Linked DNA regions of Mus musculus: all the other regions are linked to region 1. A link is a contact called in public HiCAR-type and promoter capture Hi-C data. All regions are on one chromosome and are shown on one strand. Each heading gives the region's core, a stretch centred on a gene start, on an enhancer-like site or on the middle of the called end of the contact. The rest is flanking DNA. Distances are from core to core; before and after follow the strand shown.

Region 1 (2,653 bases), core at 98-2,597:
ACCACCATTCCCTGGGCAAGTGATACTGTGCTATGTAAGAAAATAAGGCAAGCATAAGCCTAATGAGTGAGTTAGCAAGCACTATGGTGTCTGCCCTGAGTTCTTCCAGCGTTGGACTGTATGAGAAATTTCTCATAGGCCTCATTTGGTGGTTCAGCTAGGGGGATAGTTGCCAGGCAGGATGACCCTGTCACAGGTTGGGACTGAGGGCTGTTTGACTTGTTCAATAGACACCTCTGTCAGCCATTTGTCCTCAGTTTGCGATCTTACATTCCAATCCTTTTGTTGATGATAAAGGGCAATGTAGTCTTTTCTATAACTACTTCCTGCAGAAATTGGGGCGTTGCTCTGGAATGTGCAGAAAGGCTAGAATGATGGTCACTGGAATGATAGTCAAAGGATGGGGAGAGAGAAATAGGAGGGCCAACCTCACAAACTATCATTTGCTAAACCTTTGATTTTGTTTCATAATTTCCATATGAACCTTTAGAGCTGTTTTGTGTTGGTGTGCTATTAAAAGGTACAAAATGGGAGACTTTGAGGCAACTGAACCCATGTTCTTGGCTCATTGAGGTGAGAGCTGTGTTTTGCATGAACATGCTATTTTGTGGGAACCTGAATCCGTATTCCCAGGCCGCAGTCACTCTTATTTGGCGCAAGGAAAAAACCCTACTTCTTATTCTCCTTGAGATGAGCTCAGTTTTGAGTCCAGCATAACTGTAGCAAATAACCGGGACTGGGGGTTTGAGGGCTATTCCCCAGGACTGGACTGAGTCCTGGGGATGCAAGGCTGAGCACAGAGACACAAGACACACGACACACATAGCCACACATGCACACAAAATGGCAAGCTAAGACGTTTTCTGAAGAAAACGCCCTCTCCAGGAGCACAGAGGAGCACCCTGCCCTCAGCCCGTCGGTCCTGGCACAAGAGGGCAGCAGAGCGCTGAAAACCCGTGAGGACAGCTCTGGCAGCGGTGACAGGGAGCGGTAGCCTAGCGGATGGGGCGGCGGAATTCACAGCTTTCAAGTTGGGACTGGCGATGACTCGGGCGTCCTTCCAGCGTTCCTCTGCTACTCAAATAAGCGGGCCAGGGCCCAGCGCCGCGCGGATCCTCTGAAGCCAGGTCGCGCTGGCTGAGAGCCCGACTCTCAGAGTGGCTGGGACCCGAAGGAGAGGGCAGTCCGTGCGAAATCTGAAAGTGCGCTTGCGCAACCCTCAGCCAACCCAGAGCTTACTTCCGGCTTTCCCCTGAAAGTCGTCCGTCCACGGGTTCCTTTTTTTCCCCTCTTCTTTGCTCGTTTCCCTCCGACGGGTACAAGCAGAAGGACAGTTTCCGCTTCCGGCGTCGTGCTTGCGGGCTGGAGCGGTTGCTGCCGTGAGTCCGAGTGCTTTCGCGAGCCCCGTCGGCTTCCCGGTTCGGTCGGTCCTCGACCTCCCGACAGGCTGCTCCCAGGCTGCGTCTGGGCTGGAAGGCAAGTTTCTCGGCCGCCGGAGAGGTGCTCCCGGGAGTGTGGAGGGCGTGGGTTCGTGCAGTGCTGGATGGGGAGCGGGTCACTCGAGCAGGGAGGGCTCCTGCCCAGCTCGGCTGCGTGTTCTTCTCCCAGCAAAAATAGATCACCGGGAGGGGAAAATGTGCTTCCTCCAGGAGCTGAGAGGCGAGTCTGCTCAGCACTGTTCGGATGTCTTAAACTTGTATGTTTGTTTTCGTTTTAAGTTAAAAGGACACTTCAGCCTAAGCTACCTAGAATAGTAGGCACTAGTCACGTGCGACTAAGTTTAAAATTAATTTAAACTTAAGATAGTTTTCAGTTTCCGAAGGTACGCTTGAAATTCTCTGTAACCACGTGTAGTTCACAAGGCTTCTGTACTGAGAACAGCAGGTAGGATGTATTTCTGTCATTACAAAAAATGAGCACTGTCGAAATGGCTTCAACATAAAACATAAGAAGGATAGTGTTGGTGCTGCTAACTCTTATACTTTATGGCGTAAGAAAGGGACGTGAATTTGAAGATACTGGCTAAACATTTTCTACCTCCATTCAATGAACAAATACATCAGCACTTAAGTAAATTAAATTACTGCCCTCCTGTGTTACCCTGATTATAATTGATTACCACCACCGTCCTCCCTGTTCCGTGTAGGTAAGACTTATTTGTAGTAGATAAATAGCCACCATGGAGACCAAGGACCACAAGAAACATAGGAAGAAGCACAGTGGGCCTAAAGCTGAGAAGAAAAAGAAACGGCACCTGCAAGACCTACAGCTTGGAGATGAAGAGGATGCCCGGAAGAGAAACCCCAAAGCTTTCGCAGTGCAGTCAGCTGTGCGGATGGCGAGGTCCTTTCACAGGTGTGTTTACCTGGGGTTAGTGGGTCTTCCCTTAAGTACTGGGAGCCTCTCCCAGATGGCATTTGCCTTGTGAGTCTTAACTCAGGTCTGAAGGACGTAGGCATGCCATAGTAGGCATGCCGTATGGCTTTTCCTAAAATGTCAGAGCTCTGTCAAAGAAACATTTTCCCTCTAACACCTGCCCTTTGCCTTTCCCCACTTTTTTCTTTGTTTTCTTTCTTTCTGTCCTTCTTTCTTTCTTGTCCAAGAAGAAGAATTTACACAATTTAGATCACACACAAAAAAATCTCCTAAACTT
Region 2 (2,653 bases), core at 39-2,538, 2.6 Mb after region 1:
GATGTCATTATAGATGGTTGTGAGCCATCATGTGGTTGCTGAGACTTGAACTCAGAACCGCTTGAAGAGCAGACAGTTCTCTCAACCTCTGAGCCATCTCTCCAGCCCAATATTTTTTTTTACTATATATTTTTTTCTTTTTCTTTTTTGTTCGTTTGTTTTTGTTTTTAAAGACAGGGTTTCTATGTGTAGACTTGACTGTCCTGGAACTTATCCAAAGTGCTCTTAAATACTAAGCCTTAATCCTCAGTATTTAAAATTAAGCTTTAAATTAAGCTCACTCTTAAGTACTAATTTTGAAAATACTCCTCAAACTTCCCAATCAAGAGATGTCTTGACTTGATCGCATCTTACATGTTTCTCTGACCGTACATGGAAATGTCCTGTTTCAGACACAGTAGATCTCAGCTCAGGTGGAAATGCTCAGAACCGAGATGCAAGTTACTCACACCGTTTTGTTTGTTCCTGCTCGAAAATTTTTAATCCCGGCACTGGGGAGCTAGAAGCATATGTATCTTTGTGAGTTCAACGCCAGCTTGGTCAACATAGTGCATTCCAGACCAACCAGAGCTTTAAAGTGAGGCTCTATCTCAAAAACAAACCAACAAAAACAGGAGAAATTTAAAGAATGTCAGATAAACAAAAGTGTGGGCACTTTGAGGATGGTTAGGAAGCTGAGAAAACACTGGTGGGTGAGGAATTTTGAGAAGAGAGAAGTGAAATTGGATGATGATGACGTATAAACTGCTCCAGCCTCCCTCAGATGATCCCTATGCCCCTCCAGGAATCTCAGCTTCTCTTCCATTGGGAAGTTGAAGGCACGGAATCAGAGTCCTCGGTCCAGGCCGCAGGCCCGTTGCCATGGCAATGCGCCGGTTCCTGCCGCCTCCCCGCCATCCCCGAAGTTCCCGCTCCTCACCACTGCTCCGCTTTGTCTCTCCACGTCAACACGGCCCTCATCGCCGTTTCCCTCACGCTTCGGGCCCCTCCTCCCAGCCTCGGCAGCAACAGGCTTCTTTCCACAAACCACTTCAGCTACCTGCGCTACCCTTAGCAACGCACATGCGCAATGAACCGCGCATGAGTTTCCCAAAGCTCCAAGTGCGCATGTACAAAAGGGAGCCCACCTCCTCCGCCGAAGCGCCGGGCGCGTAGGGACGCAGGAGGCGGAAGCGTAAGTATGACACGAGCGATTGGTCCGGAAAGGTGGGTGGGGCGGGGAGTCTTGACGACAGAGGGTTTGATTGGCGGGACCCTGGCTGTGGCATCTGTAGCTGAAGCGGTGGCGGGAAGGCTGCTGTGTGGGTTGATTGACTTTCACGTCGGTGTTTGGATTCGGCTCAGTGGTTTGAGTTGTGTTTTACTCCACCTCTCGGCCTGGAGCTGCAGCTGCGCCCCAGTGGACCAAAGCAGCAGGGATGGAGAGCCCAAACCTTGGGGACAACAGAGTCCGTGGAGAGAGCCTAGTTCCAGACCCGCCTTGGGATCGCTGGCAAGTTATTAAACCTCTCTCGGGCCTCAGAGGAGTCGCTCTTGTGTGGGTCTTCCTAACCTTTAACACAAGGTGGCACCTAGAGCTGTCGCCCTGTGGGAACAAGACTAGGGTGTACCCGATTCCTTGGCCGAACTGACTGGGGAGCTTGGAGGACAAGGGAGGTTTTGTGATGCAAGCAGGTTAGCCTGGGCCGGAAGGGACCCTCAGAAATAGCCCTATGACAAGTCACAGAGGAAGCTACTGTTGTGTCCGGGCTAAAATGATGCACGTATTTGCATGTCCCAAAACTTGGGCGCTCAAACACTTTTAAGGGCTGGGCATTTAACTAAGTTGGTAGTGTTTACGTAGTAAACACAAAGCCGAGGGTTCGAGCGACAGCACCGAATATCCGGGCTTGGCGGCGTCTGCCTGTGGAGGCAGGAGGATCAGAAGTTGAAGATGAGTCTCTGGTACGTCGTGGGTTCAAAGCTAGCCTATGGTACATAAGATTCCCGGCTCAAAAGCAAACAACAAAACTTTTTTTTTTTTAATGCTACTTCCTTTTTACAGATGGAGAACGGAGATTTTGAGCTCAAAGTGACTTTCTCTTTGGAAGATCAGCTAATAATAAGTAGCGAGCTGGGGTTTTGACCCATTTTGTTAACCTAACAGTTTTGTAGGGATTCCCTCAGGTTTCAGTTACCTTGTCTCCCTATAAGATCCTTCTAGCTGATACCTAACGCCAAATTCCATCTAAGAATGCCATGGTTCTAATTGTGGTTAGTCTCTAGGTCTTGCTTAGTGTCCCTATTTCCCTATTTGTAGAAAGTAGGTTGGGTTAGAAGGTCTCTCTAGAGACCCACTTTTTTTTCTTTATGTGTTTGTCTATATACGTAGGTGTTGGTGGAGACCAGAGGAGGTGTCAGGTTCACTGGCGCTGGAGTTGCAGGCAGGGTGTTATAAGCTGCCTGATGTGGGTACGGAGTCTCCTGGAATATGTGCTCTTAACCACTGAGCTATCTCTCCAACCCCTCACTTTTAAAATGTATAGTTTAGTGATTAAAATACACTGTACTAAACACTGGAGAGATAGTTCAATTGTTTAAAGCACTTACTGCTCTTCTGTAGGACCTGGGTTTGGTTCCCAGCACCCACAGCAGAGGCTCACATCCATCTATA
Region 3 (2,653 bases), core at 48-2,547, 2.2 Mb after region 1:
TGCCTTCTTTTCACTCTGGATTTTAAGAAGAGTAAGAATGTACAAACAGAAATCCAATATAGGATGCGCTCAGAGCGCACATCTCAGTGGTAAGAATGGAGTCTGGTTCCACTCATATTAGTGCTTCAGACTCAGCTTAGCTATGCTCTGCTGCTTACCACGTAATTTTATCAGCAGGGTTCTACTGCATCAAATTCATCCTGTGTACGTAAAGACATAATGAAAGACCATGGCATTATCTATATCAAACTAGAGATCTAGATTGTCAATGTGCTAATGGCTAACACAAAGCAGTATTACTCAAAACACTGAAATCAAACACATTTAAACTGACTGGAAGTAGAAAAGGTGCACTTGCTTACTACTATTCCTATGTAAATCACAGTCTTAGAGGATGCACAGCAAACTTAACACTGGCTAGCTTTAAAGCTTTAATCCCTCCACTTAACAAAATGTTCTAAATCGTATGACTGCCACATAAGCATGTATTACAATTTAATAATGAAAGAAAGTCATGCCTGTAACCCCAGCTAAGATCAGGAGTGCACAGCACAGGCAGCCAGGGCCACAGCAAGATCATGTGTCAGAAAATGAACAAAGGAAATAAGCAGCCCAAGTCTCTTGTAACTCTGTGCTGTAAAGACAGACATGTGAGGACGGAGCCCAAAGTCTGCCAGGGAGACAGAGTCAGCGTGGCTCTGCAACTCAAAGCCCAGGCCTGGAGGGACAAAGAGAGGACGTGTGTATTTTGGGCTTCAGTCTGGGTTGACCAACACAGGATGTATCAGGAGGCAAACTTTATAGCTATCAGCATCTGGCTTGCTTGTTAGCTGAGGAGTGGGTACAGCGTGTTCAGATCAGCATCTGGCTTGCTTGTTAGCTGAGGAGTGGGTACAGCGTGTTCAGAAACACAGAGGAACCCAGGGAGCTGCCGAGTCTCACTTGTGACTTCGCGGCACAGCCCTGCTCTCTGTTACTGACCCTCCAGTCTCTTGGCTGCTGTCCCTCATTGTCCAGCTAGAATCCTGACTCAACCAGCTTCATGGCCTGCTGATAGCACATGGAAGAAGTTTCTGATAGACTCTCCTTTGAAAGTCATTGGTGTTGTCAGATGACAGCAGAAGTTAATTTCTTCTTCAGGTCAAGTGCTGAGCACCGTCTTAAACCTTGATACTCACTCAGCATAGCCTATGGCTGCCGCATGAAAATGACTAGTCCACCTACATATCATGTGCTTAGACTAACAGCAAGGAGAACCTACTGGGGAACAAAGTGCAGGAAAGGACCAACATGACTGACAGCAAACAGCCCCCAAGCAGTGGCGTGATCTAGATAAACACTCACCTGTGTCATCATCAAACATGGACTTGGCTGCAACTTTCTTTTTGGACTTTTCTTTGGGTTTTACAGTTAAGTCAGCGAAGATATCAATATTATCATCAAATAAGTTGGGCTCCAAAGTCCTCCCCTTCTCTCTCTTTTTTGGAAAAGGTTTAATTGCTTCCGTAGCAAATATATCATCCTAGTTAAGTCCAAAAACAGTTTATTCTTTGTTGTAAATAAACGCATTTTTAAAACTAAAGTAGTTCAATAATTTATAGAAATGCACTGTCAAGCACAGTCTCCCCTGAGGACTGCAAGACACTCCCCCAGGTCTCTGCAAAACTCACCCTCGCCATCTGCAAATGGCAGCTCTGCAGTGAGGTCCTGAGGGTGGCCTGGAGAGCAGCGTCCCACTGCACCCAGCCACTCTGCCCCACATAATGTTCGTCGTGACATTTCATGCCATCTGAGATCACCTTCACCACCTGCTGCTCAGTTTGGATCTCGGGCCTTGAGATGTCAGGACAGAACACATGCCCTGGCTATCCTGCTGCACGGCGACCACTGTGCTCATAGACACCTGCTGAACAACTACTACAGTTTACTGTCAAAACTCGGCTAGTCAGGGTCCCAACCAGCATCAGCGCTTAAACACACAGCTGTGCCGAGAGAGGTCATACATGTCACAGAATGACATGCCAACAAAGCTGACCACAGCACCATTCTACAAACTCTTTAAAACAGCAAACAAAAAATAATGAAAATCATGTACACATGCTATGCTAATGCTATGCTAATGCTATGCTAATGCTATGCTGGTGCTATGCTAATGCTATATGCTAGTGCTATGCTAATGCTATGCTATGCTATGCTATGCTATGCTATGCTATGCTAAATAAAAAGGCCCAGGGCTTATGCTGTGGTTCCGTACAGCATCTGCCTAACACGTACTGGGTTTTGAGCTCTATCCCCTGCACTACAATAACATTTTTAAAAATAATCCAACACTTATAACAGATTAAAGGCAGCAAGAACTACCCCTGGGGCTGGTGAGATGGCTCAGCAGGTAAGAGCACCCGACTGCTCTTCCAAAGGTCCAGAGTTCAAATGCCAGCAACCACATGGTGGCTCACAACCATCCGTAACGAGATCTGACTCCTTCTTCTGGAGTGTCTGAAGACAGCTACAGTGTACTTACATATAATAAATAATAAATAAATCTTTTTAAAAAATTTTTTAAAAAAGTAAAATAAAGAACTACCCCTGGATGAAACAAACCACTTCAAGTAAATTTTAGGGTTATTAACAAAGAGATCGAATTGTGGTTAAT

The links. Promoter capture Hi-C pulls out the DNA fragments that hold promoters and counts their contacts. HiCAR-type assays count read pairs that join an accessible place to other places.
Region 2: a HiCAR-type map of astrocytes shows a contact between it and region 1, with 3 times the contacts expected there. The contact joins the promoter of Mbd4 here to the promoter of Bms1 in region 1. A contact is called at or near these places in 2 of 39 promoter capture datasets (the 3T3-L1 cell line and cranial neural crest) and 1 of 115 datasets of contacts at active chromatin or transcription factors (astrocytes).
Region 3: a promoter capture Hi-C map of liver shows a contact between it and region 1, with 9 times the contacts expected there. The contact joins the enhancer-like site here to the promoter of Bms1 in region 1. A contact is called at or near these places in 5 of 39 promoter capture datasets (cranial neural crest, embryonic stem cells, hippocampal neurons and 2 more), 1 of 484 Hi-C or Micro-C datasets (cortical neurons) and 2 of 115 datasets of contacts at active chromatin or transcription factors (astrocytes and embryonic stem cells).

What each region holds. Positions count from the first base shown.
Region 1 is chr6:118,418,111-118,420,763 of GRCm38.p6, reverse strand. It overlaps Bms1 (BMS1, ribosome biogenesis factor), which reads left to right and starts at 1,347. Exons shown (of 23, transcript NM_194339.1): 1 at 1,347-1,476; 2 at 2,147-2,355. The coding sequence starts at 2,180.
Region 2 is chr6:115,851,976-115,854,628 of GRCm38.p6, reverse strand. Mbd4 (methyl-CpG binding domain protein 4) reads left to right here and starts at 1,288. Exons shown (of 8, transcript NM_010774.2): 1 at 1,288-1,492. The coding sequence starts at 1,419. It overlaps Ift122 (intraflagellar transport 122), which reads right to left and starts at 1,101. Exons shown (of 29, transcript NM_001167763.1): 1 at 920-1,101. The coding sequence starts at 960.
Region 3 is chr6:116,259,360-116,262,012 of GRCm38.p6, reverse strand. It overlaps Washc2 (WASH complex subunit 2`), which reads right to left. Exons shown (of 31, transcript NM_026585.3): 30 at 1,345-1,522. Among named protein-coding and RNA genes, the nearest start is that of Zfand4, 3.5 kb to the left of the region's middle. Within about 2 kb of position 1,297, at least 5 of the 459 cell types and tissues checked have an H3K27ac peak or open chromatin away from gene starts, as enhancers often do. A contact at or near this core is called in liver, where this site is marked.